Linked DNA regions of Mus musculus: region 2 is linked to region 1. A link is a contact called in public HiChIP or PLAC-seq data. All regions are on one chromosome and are shown on one strand. Each heading gives the region's core, a stretch centred on a gene start, on an enhancer-like site or on the middle of the called end of the contact. The rest is flanking DNA. Distances are from core to core; before and after follow the strand shown. Region 1 has its middle 21 kb from the start of Coro1a. Region 2 holds the start of Ppp4c (protein phosphatase 4, catalytic subunit).

The links. HiChIP or PLAC-seq counts read pairs in DNA pulled down with a chosen protein or histone mark.
Region 2: an H3K4me3 HiChIP or PLAC-seq map of bone marrow-derived macrophages shows a contact between it and region 1, with 2.7 times the contacts expected there. The contact joins the promoter of Ppp4c here to the enhancer-like site in region 1. A contact is called at or near these places in 2 of 39 promoter capture datasets (the C10 cell line and the SN4741 cell line), 1 of 15 datasets of contacts at CTCF or cohesin (CD8 T cells), 2 of 484 Hi-C or Micro-C datasets (CD8 T cells and bone marrow-derived macrophages), 7 of 115 datasets of contacts at active chromatin or transcription factors (CD8 T cells, the SCID.adh cell line, bone marrow-derived macrophages and 3 more) and 3 of 9 other capture datasets (adipose tissue, liver and pancreatic islet).

Annotation. Positions count from the first base shown.
Region 1 is chr7:126,722,839-126,728,343 of GRCm38.p6, forward strand. It overlaps the pseudogene Snrp1c-ps1. Among named protein-coding and RNA genes, the nearest start is that of Coro1a, 21 kb to the left of the region's middle. Within about 2 kb of position 3,058, at least 23 of the 459 cell types and tissues checked have an H3K27ac peak or open chromatin away from gene starts, as enhancers often do. A contact at or near this core is called in bone marrow-derived macrophages and microglia, where this site is marked.
Region 2 is chr7:126,788,739-126,794,324 of GRCm38.p6, forward strand. Ppp4c (protein phosphatase 4, catalytic subunit) reads right to left here and starts at 3,809. Exons shown (of 9, transcript NM_019674.4): 1 at 3,685-3,809; 2 at 3,323-3,485; 3 at 286-337. The coding sequence starts at 3,420.

The sequences.
Region 1 (5,505 bases), core at 1,808-4,307:
TTCAGCCACAGGGCCTTGCCATCAGTTTGTGGACAACTTGTAGTCTTGGCAACACCTTGATTTGTGTGTGGGGTTCCATGGGGTCTCTTTGGCTAACAACTTAATTAGATACAACCCAATCTGATATCAAAAGTTTCATTTGATGACAAGAGAAGTCCAGTTGAGGCTCTGTCTCTCCCACTAGTCAGCGATTTCATTTTGATCACCTTTATATATGTGTATATTTTAGGAAGTTTCTTCTGTATTAGGTTTTCGTACTATCCTAGAGGAATTTTAATCTAGCAACATGACTGTTCTGGCAAGGGAATCACATCCAAAGACCTTCCAGGTCAGTGTGATCTGATTGGAATGCAGACATTCTCTAGTACACACCTTTAATCCGAAACAATGAAAGTAAGGTTATTTGAGAGAAGGAAGCAGCCATGTTTGAAAGTGATGTGTAGCTGGGCAGTGGTGGCGCACGCCTTCATACCCAGCACTTGGGAGGCAGAGGCAGGTGGATTTCTGAGCTCAAGGCCAGCCTGGTCTACAGAGTGAGTTCCAGGACAGCCAGGGCTGCACAGAGAAACCCTGTCTCGAAAAACCAAAAAAAGAAAAAAAAAAGTGATGTCTAGTTGAGGAGCAGGCAGACAAAGTGACGATTCAGAGTAAGATTTGGCAGAATGAGTCACAGATAGGATACGCCCGACTCTCCTGAGACAGAAGAGAGGGGGCTTAAAAGAGCAGTGCAGGCAGAGGCAGTCATCAGTTTGGTCAGTCAGGTGGGAGTAGTGAGTGCAGCGGAGTTGAGTTCATTTGTGAGTTCGTGCAGCTCAGTGCAGGGCAGCAGAGTCAGTTGGAGCTAGAGATTAAGGAGCCAGAAGGTTAGAACAAATTGCCAGAATTAATTTGAGACCAAGCCGAGCACTTCAGTGAGAAGCTGAGAGAAGTCAGACTGAATCAGTCAGCTTGGGGTGGAGTTTGAACCAGTCAGCCAGAGCTCAGAAAGAACTAGAAAGAGTGAGCTTTATTCAGCAGGAAGCCTCTGTGATAACAATTTCTTCAGGCAAATAAAAGATACCTTTAGGACCCAGGTAGACAATGGCTTGTGGAGCAACATGCCCAAGTTTTATTGTGACTACTGTGATACGTATCTTACCCACAATTCTCTGGCTGTGAGGAGGACAAACTGCAGTGGTCGGAAACACAAAGAGAATGTAAAAGACTGTTACCAGAAATGGATGGAAGAGCAGGCCCAGAGCCTGAATGACAAAACAACAGCTGCATTTCACAGAAAGATCCCTCCAGCTCCATTCTCTGTTCCTCCACCTGCAGGGGCCATGATCCCACCTCCCACCATGGGCCCTCCTCGGCCTGGCATGACGCCTGTGCCCCACATGGGAGGCCCTCCCATGATGCCAATGATGGACACTCCCCTTCTGCCTGGGATGGTGCCCGTGGGACCAGCTCCTGGGATGAGACTGCCCATGGGAGGCCACATGCCCATGATGCCTGGGCCTCCCATGATGAGACCTCCCGCCTGCCCTATGATGGTGCCCACATGGCCTGGCATGACCCGGCCAGACAGATAAGAGCAGAAGCGCTCTTGATGGTTTTGTATTTCTTGTTCTGTTTCACCAGGAGCTCTTGGTGCTGAGCCTGAGTGTGTACTAGATGCATGAAAAGGAAACGTCCCTTCCTAACAGGATATTTTTTGGAGGGAGAAGTAATACAAAAAAGTACAGTTTTCACTTATATTGTGAAATGTGAAAATAAAATCATCAGGTCTTTTAGTTAAAAAAAAAAAAAAGATACCTTTATATCTGTCTCTCTTCATATTCCCTCCCTCCCTCTTTCCTTCCCCATTCCATTGGAGTCTTCTGTTCTAGTCTCCTTCCCCATCCATTCATAACTATCTATTCTATTTCCCTTTCCTGGGGAGATCTATCTGTACACTCCAGTCCCTTACTCTATACCTAACTATTGTGGTATTATATAGATTGTGGCTCAGTTATCATTGACTTAACAGCTAATATTGACACGTAAGCTAATACATTACTTATTTGTCTTTCTGGGTCTACGTTATCTGACTCAGGGTGATTTTTTTTTTCCTAGTTCCTTCCATTTGCCTGCAAATTTCATTATTTCAGTTTTTAAATGGCTGAATAATATTCTGTTGTGTAAATGTACCACATTTTCTCATCCATTGATCTGTGACAGCCATCTAAGTTGTTTTCCAACTTCTGGCTATTATAAAGAGCAGCAATGAACATGGGTGAGCAAGTGTCTCTGAGGTAGAATGGAGCATCCTTTGGGTATATGCCCCATAGCCGAGCATATACAAACCACTACAGTGGTATAGCTGAGTCACGAGGTCTTCAAGTCTCATCTTCCTGAGAAACCACCACACTGATCTCTACAGTGGCTGGCAAGTTTGCACTCATACCAGCAATGGGTGATTGTTCCCCTAACTTCCCATCCTCGCCAGCATTTGTTTTTATTGATCTTAGCCAATCTGCTGGGTGTAAGATAAAACCACAAAGTAGTTTTGATTTACATTTCCCTGATGACTAAGGATGTTGAAAGGTTCTTTAAATGTTTCTCAGCCATGGAGTTTCCTCTTTTGAGAATTCTGTTTAGATCTGCACACCATTTTTAAATTGAGTTATTTGGGTTTTTTTTTTTTTTGTCTTGTTTTTGTTTTTGTTTCAATCCTAGGATGTTTATTACAAAGGTAAACTTTGATCCTCTAGTTGGACTTAAGAGTAAGATTTCTAGTATGGAGTGTGGGCACCAGGACCTCGGAACTTTTTGGATTTATGACCACTGTCAGGTATCTTTAGTCTCGTTCTTAGAGGTCTCATCCACGTACTTTTGGTAATAAGCCATCAGGGCTTTGGAGATGGGCTGTCAGATAGCATAAATTTGGGGCACATGACCACCACACTTCACATGAACCCGGACATCCACACCAGCAAATCTCTCTTTGCCCAGAAGCAGAACTGCCTCAGTACCTTGTCCTGCAGCACGCACAGCTTGATCATCTCCAGGGGACGTCTGTCCACCCATTTCCCCATTTGCAGTGTGCCACAGCTGTGCCTATCTTCTTGTGACCGAAGACCTACACAGACTGCAGCTGATCCTGAGACTGTGAGCAGCAAGGATGGACATGAGCTGGTGCAATCTGAGAAGGGTTTCCTCAATACCTTGGTTTTTTAGGTTCCTTATATATTTTGGATATTAGCCTTCTATTGAATATAGAGTTGGTAAAAAAAAAGAATTTTTCCCATTCTGTAGCCTGCTGCTTTGTCTAAATGACACTGTCCTTTGCTGTGCAGAAGGTGCTCAGTTTAATGAGGTACATTAGTGATCTTAATGCTGAAAATTGCCCTTTGAAGATCTGCGAAGAATTGTGTTGAGATTGTGAAGGGGACTGCATTGACTCTGCAGATTGCTTTCGGCAAGATGGTCATTTTTTGGACTGGTGAGATGGCTCAGTGGGTAAGAGCACCCAACTGCTCTTCTGAAGGTCTGGAGTTCAAATCCCAGCAACCACATGGTGGCTCACAACCATCCGTAAGGAGATCTGACTCCCTCTTCTGGAGTGTCTGAAGACAGCTACAGTGTACTTACATATAAATAAATAAATAAATCTTAAAAAAAAAAAAAGATGGTCATTTTTACTATATTAATCCTACCTATCCATGAACGTGGGAGATCTTCCCCATCTTCTGACATCTTCTTCAGTTTCTTTCTACAGCGTCTTAGGGTTTTTCTCGCATGAGTCATGCACTTGCCTGGTTAGAGTTACCCCACGATATTTTCTATCACTAGAGGCTCTTGTGAATGGCGTTGTCTCTCTCTGTCTACTTGTTGTGTGTACACAGGATGGCTACTGAGTTTTGTGAGTTCATTTTGTATCCAGCTAGTTTGCTGGAAGTGTTTATCAGCTATAGGAGTTTCCCAGTATCTGAGCATGTGGTCAGTTTTGGAGAAAGTTCTGTCAGGTGCGGAGAAGATATATTCTTTTGTTTTTTGTGGGAAATGTTCTGTAAATATGTTAGGTCCAATTGGTTTAGAAGGTCAGTTAGCAACAGCATTTCTGTTGAGTTTTTGTCTAGATGACCTGTGTACTGGTGGGAGCGGTAACTAAAGTCTTGCAGTATTGGTGTATGAGAGTCAATATGTGACTTAAGATATAGTAGTGAGTTTTTGGGGGTTGGTTGGTTTGGTTTGAAGTGGGGTGCCCTTGAGCTTGGTCCATAGATGTTGAAAACTGGAATGTCCTCTTAGTGGATTTTTCCTTTGATGGGTGTGTAGTATCCTCCCCTTCTGAATAGTGTGGTTTAAAGTCTGTCTTGTCAGATATTAAAATGGCTACATAAGCTTGTTTGTTGATTCCTGTTATTTTGTTATTCTTGTAGTGGTAGTAGTGATGTGTGTGTGTGTGTTTCCTCTCTTTTGATTTGCTGGTCTGAGATTATTCTTTTGTTTTCCTGAGTGTGGTTAATCTTTATAGGTTGGAGTTTTGCTCTAGAGCCTTCTGTAGGACTGGATTTGTAGATAGCTATTGCTTAAATTTGGTTTTATCATGGAATGTCTTATTTTCTCCATCTTTTGTGATTGAATGTTTTACTGGGTATCATATTCTGGGCTGGCATCTATGGTCTCTTAGAGTTTGTAAACATCTATCCAAAGTCCTTCTGGCTTTTACAGTCTCCTTTGAGAAGTCAGGTTTGTTGTTATTGTTGTTCTTTCAGGACAGGGTTTTACTGTGTAGCCTTGGATGTCCTGGAACTTACTTTGTATACGGGCCTATAACTCAGAGATCCACCTGCCTCTGACTCCTGAGTGCTGGGATTAAAGTTGTGTGCCATCACTGCCAGGTAAAGGTCAGGTGTTATTCTAAAATGTCTGCCTTTATATGTTACTCAGTCTTTTTCCCTTGTAGGGTTTAATATTCCTTCTTTGTTCTGTACAGTTAATTATTATGTGCTGAGGGGATTTTCCTTTCTGGTACTGTCTGTTTGGTGTTCTGTATACTTCCTTGTTACCTTGATAGACACCTGTTTCTTTAAGTTAGGAAAATTTTCTTTTCTTTTAAAGATTTATTTATTTATATTTTATGTATATGAAGACACTGTAGCTGTCTTCAGACACACCAGAAGAGGGCATCAGATCCCATTACAGATGGTTGTAAGCCACTATGTGGGTCCTGGGAATTGAACTCAGGACCTCTGAAAGAGCAGTCAGTGCCCTTAACCACTGAACCATCTCTCCCTTGGAAATTTTTCTTCTATGGTTTTGTTAAAAATGTTTTCTGTCTTTGACCTGGATTTCTTTTCCTCCTTCTATTTCTATTGTCCTTGTGTTTGGTGTTTTCGTAGTGTCCCATGTTTCTTGGGTATTTTGGGCCAGGGCTTTTTAGATTTAACATTTTCTTTGACTGAGGTATCCATTTCTTCCATCCCGTCTTTAGTGCCTGAGATTCTCTTTCATCTTTTTGTACCCTGTTAGTGAGGCTTG
Region 2 (5,586 bases), core at 2,559-5,058, 67 kb after region 1:
AGAATCGTTTACCAAATCAAATTCTTCCTCCTTGGCCATGAGCATCCCCATGATAAATCAAAATTCCTTCAGCACCCTTTCTTTTCTTGTAGTCTTGAGGTTAAAGCCCAGGGTCTCTCTCATACACACTGGGAAAGCATCCAACTGCTAAGCTGCAAGCTCCGCTCACCATCTAATTCTTGTATCGAGGCTCACCTGAAGACTGAGGAGCAGCAGAGACCTGGAGGTTCTAGCCTCTCATAAACTTAGGACTAAGTCAGGCTCCAAAGGACACAGAGTACTCACTGTGACTGGCGAGTCCACCCTCTGCACGTTGCTCTCTTCTACCAAGATTTCTCTGGAGACAGGAGAAGACCAGGGTCACCACAGCCAGGCCAGCCCAGCCCAATTCCTGACCTTTTTTGGAGGGAGGGAGGACATGAGGTAGTCCTTGAACCTCCGTGGGACAGAAGTATGCACTGTCCCCATGATTTTGGTCAAAAGCACTGACTTCTACCACTCAACCCCTGCTCATGGCTCCTTGTTGCCAACTGGACAGAGTCCAAGTTCTCACCCCTACCCCCAGTTAAGCCCTTCCAAGCAGGCTGGGCCATTTTCAGCCTAGATGGTCCCCGTGGTCACTTCTCATGAGCACAGCACACAGTCCTGAGAGGGTCCCTCCCCTCAGAACACTGAGCCTGGCCTCACTCCCCATAGTGAGGGTGAGACCTCCGGCACAAGGATCCCAGATGACCTTCAAAGGTGTTCCTTCCCTGTCAGCATTGTATTCATTTGTTCTGGAGACGGAGCCTCATTATGTATCCTTGGCTTGCCTGGATATGTAACTTGATGTGTAAACCAGGCTAGTCTCAAGAAATCTGCCTGTCTGTGTCTGCCTCATGTGTGCTGGGATTAAAGGATTGTGGCACTGTAACAGGAATTTACATTTAAGAAATGGGCTGTGGTGTAGTTTTTTTCTTTTTGCTACTTTGTGGGTTCTTCTAACAATATCTTCCCTGGCTCAGCTCAGCATTGTCTTTTCTACCCTACTCCTGTGATGATTTCCACAAAGACCTCCTAGAATAGTGGCAGATCAAGCTGGAAACTTGCTGAGCCCGGGAATCCAATTTCCAGAGGAGCAACACCAGACTCTTCCACAGGCCTCAAATCAATACCAGGAACACACACGTGGAATGTCAGCACTTGGTAGGTAAGGCAGAAAGATCCAGGTTATACTTGGCTCTATAGCAAGTTCAAGGCTAGCCTAAGATGTGGGAGTACCTTTTACAGTCAGGCATGATGGCATGGTGGTAGAAGCAGAGGATTCCAGGCTCCAAACCAGCCTAAGAGACAGTGAGATCCTGTCTCCAAAACAAAGACTTCAAACCAAACAGGGCTAGAGATGTAGCTCAGCAAGAGAAAGCAAACCAGGACACCAGCTGCCACGTCCTCAGTGGGTAACCTGCATCAAGTCACTAGTACCTACAAGTCATGGCTTCCTACTCTGTAAAAAGAAGCCATCACTTGAGAGAGAGAGATGGATGGATCTCTTTGGGTTCAAGGCCAGCTAGGGCTACATGAGAGGACAGACAGGCACACACACATATTCTCCCGGCCTCACAGAACTCGTGGGGAAGGGGAAGGAGCAGGTTACTATCCATTAAACAGGGTGGAAGTCACACTGCAAGTTTCCGGCCTCAACTGTTACCTACCTACTCCCACCCTATCTGAATATTCCTTCTCACTGTGCTGTTGGCTGGTCAATGTATCTTTCAAGGTCTACCTTTTCTTTTTCTTTTCTTTTTCTTTTTTGTTTTTTCAAGATAGGGTTTCTCTATGTAGCCCTGGCTGTCCTGGAACTCACTTTGTAAACCAGGTTGGCCTGGAACTCAGAAATCCACCTGCCTCTGCCTCCCAAGTGCTGGGATTAAAGCCGTGTGCCACCACACCCGGCTGGTCTACCTTTTCTTAGAAGCACCTTGGTTACCAGAGGGTGGTATCACACGCCTTTAATCCCTGCACTGGAAAGGGGGGGGGGGCGGGGGCGGCGCAGGGATCTCTGAGTTTAAGGTCAGCCTGGTCTACAGTGAGTTAAAAGATAAGGCAGGAGGGCTACACAGAGAAACCCTGTCTCTGAAACAAAACAAAACCAAACACCCCCCCCCACAAAGTTTCAGCTAGCTTCAATCTTTGAATACCATCTCATAACTTTCAACATCATGCTAAACTCACTTCCTGCGCAGAATGGTCACAACTGTTTTACTCAACACAACTTGTTCCATTTTACTGACTCCTAAGACACTTCAAAATCAACACCACACAAAGTGGCAGAGCTCAGACTCAAATCCACAGTCACTGCACCCCAAACTGGGATCCTGACTTACAATTTCCTTCTACTTCCCAGAGAACTCTGCCTCTCTCCATATCCATATCATGCTTAGCTCTCATGTTGTGGCCTTGACCTAGCTTAGGATGACCCTAAACCCCTCATTCTCCTTTCTTGGCATCCCAAGGGCTTGGGAGGGGCTGTTGAGAGGGGCTGGAGATAGCTCAATGGTTAACAGCACCGACTGCTCTTCTGAAGGTTCTGAGTTCAAATCCCAGCAACCACATGGTGGCTCACAACCATCTGTAATGATATCTGATGCCCTCTTCTGGTGTGTCTGAGGACAGCTACAGTTTACTTACATAAAAATAATAAATAAATCTTTAAAAAAAATTGTGTTGAAGCTGTGAGTTTTTTCAAAAACTCTTCCTTTTTTGAAAAGACCTCAACTCAGTAAAATGAGCTAGTCTGAAACTCTTCTAGTGTGACCTATTTATTGTTTTTCTTAGGATCGTAATGGAACACGAAGGTGGCTCAACTCCGTCTTCCAGAATCATAACTAAAAGGATCCGTATTCACAAGATCTGGCTTCAGATTCCATTCCTTCCTTGCTGGTAATTTTGAACAATTGGAGTCCTTGTTTGTTAAACTAGACACAAAGTCATTTTCTCTTTTAAGGACTGACGGGATTGAGAGGCTTTCGCAAATCACGTTTTGTTTTCTTGCCTTGAACCATCTCCTCACTCTTTAAGAATCTGTCCGAGAACTCAGCCCCTCCAAGAAACTTTCACCCCAGCAGGGCAAGCCATTTTCCCTGAGTTCCCTAGAACTTCCTGCCACTCGCTCTTACTCCACTAGAAACCCATACACAGCCGCCCCGTGGTTCCTGGGGAGAAGTGGCTCTCCGGACCTCTCTCTGGCGACGTTTCCGGGCTTGGGCAAGCCCTAAGTTCTCGGCGGAGTTTGCCCGGCCGAGACCCCCGGGGCGACCGGCTGGAGTCCCTTCCGCGGGCTCACCTGGCCTTGGCGCACAGGGCCTTGACTTCGCTCTCTTTGATCAGCTCGCAGCGCCGTAGCTGCTCGATCTGCCGGTCCAGGTCGCTGATCTCCGCCATGGCCCACCCCCCCGGCGCGGGTCAGAGTCGGGGCCGCCGCCCCCTCCGGACCGCACAGGGGTCTCCTGGGAAAAGGGAAGGCGAGCCCGCCAATCAGAGGGTCCGTGCGGGAGGGGGGACTCGATTCTGGGACCGCCCCCCCCTCCCCTCACGGCGGCCCAGGACCCTCCGCGTCCCGCTGCCCTGGCCGCACCCCGCCAACTCCCGTCGAACCCCGCGGGCCCGCGCTAAGGACGGTGGCCTAGAGGGGCCTCGGACAATTACCGCCGCGGAGACTCCGGCTGAGTCTCTTCGACTCCCCACTTCCCTCCGCTTTGGGCCTCCGCCACCGCCGCTTCTACTTCCGGCCTCGCCGCGGAAGCAAAGGGAAACCAGTGCTCTCGCGCGCCGGAAGTGACGCACACGAGCCACGCCTCGCTGAGGCACCGGGAAGGAGAAGAGAAGTAGCCGGAAGTGGGCGGGCGAAGTTGGTTGGAGGCAAATACAGCAGTGCGCCTGGTGTACTTGTGTATGCCTGGTGAGGCGAGCCGCGGTAGGCTTCTCATCTCACATTACATTATTCCCTGGGCTGCTTCTATTACAGATCTCACGGATAAAACTGCCTTGTTCATCATTGCCTCTCCGGTGTTTAGAATAAGGCCAAGTATTGCAGATATGCATAAATAATTGTTCAATGAAAGAGCCTATCCTGGTCCACATTTCTTGCCACGGTCCCATGGAGGAGCTCCGAACCTGGGCCAGACATAGTGGCCTATTTGTAATCCCAGAACTCAGGAGGCTAAGGCTGATCGTGGATACTAGGCTGTCAAAGCTACAGAGCAAACACTTGGCGGGGGGCGGTCACCTCACGAAGATAGCATATCTGATAAAAGAACTTGTCACCAAACCTACTGACCTGATTTGGATCCCCAGAACCCATATGGTGATGAGAGAAAACACGGAGGCTTAAATCTAATTGAAAAAAAATTTTTTAAGTGTCCACTCTCTGGACACCAAGCTTTTCCAAAATAGTTCACTTTTTTTCTTGACAGGGTTGCACTGTAGCTTAGAATAGCCCAGATTTCACAGCGAATCTCAGCCCAGATATTAATCAACCACACCCAACAATGCTTCTTATTGCCTGAACATATTCCTTGAAGGTGGCAATGGGTTTGGAGGCTAGCTTGATCACAGTTGAATGCTGAAAGTCTGGAGTTTCAATCAAAGCTCAAATATGAATCCATAGCTGTACTTGGTGGTGCACGCCTTTAATCCCAGCACTCAGGAGGCAGAGGCAGGCAGATTTGGGAGTTCGAGGCCAGCCTGGTCTACAAAGTGAGTTCCAGGACAGCCAGGGCTATACAGAGAAACCCTGCCTCAAAAAGCAAAAAACAAAAATTAATCCAGAAAAAAGTGGTTTTCAGGTCTGGCTTTCACCTTTCATTTGCTGAAACTCAAAGCAACACAAACACTAAGCCAGCCCCTGGAGCTCCCCAAATTCGCAGTGCATGCAGTCTGCCTCCTTTCTCTTTGCCTTTTGCTGTAGGCAGAGCAGGTTATTGATCTTCTGCACACCATACTCCCTCTTTTTCAGTATTCTATTGTCCCTCTCAATTTTGAACAATTTTTATGTGCCTTAAGATTTTCTTATAGAGGGTGGGGAGATGGCTCAGTGGTTAACACTGACTGCTCTTCCAGCCTGCCAACCACCTGGGTTCAATTCCCAGCACCCACATGGCTGCTCACAACTGTTCCAGAGGATCCAACACTCACACATACACACATTTCAGTTAAAATACCAATGTATATAAAATAAAAAGGATCGCCTCATAGAAGCTAGGAGAATAGCACATGCCTTTCATCCCAGTACTTGGAAAGCAGATCTTGAGAGTTCAAGGCCAGTGTGGGCTACAGAATTCTAGAGAGCAAGGCTACAAGTACGTGATGAGCAGTAAAATGGGAGGCTGAAGTTTGGGGAAGCATAGGGATTTGAGTTTTCCCTTGCAGCACTGGGGAAGGAACCAGAGCTTTGAGTACTCAGCCACTGGGCTCTATCCACAGCCTGCGCATAGCTTTGACTATTGGCCAATACATGGGAATATTAGGACAGTGGAGACTATGCTTTGATACTCCTAGTAAGACAATTCTACGCAGATCACTGAAAACGAAAGTGTCAAAGAAAAAGAT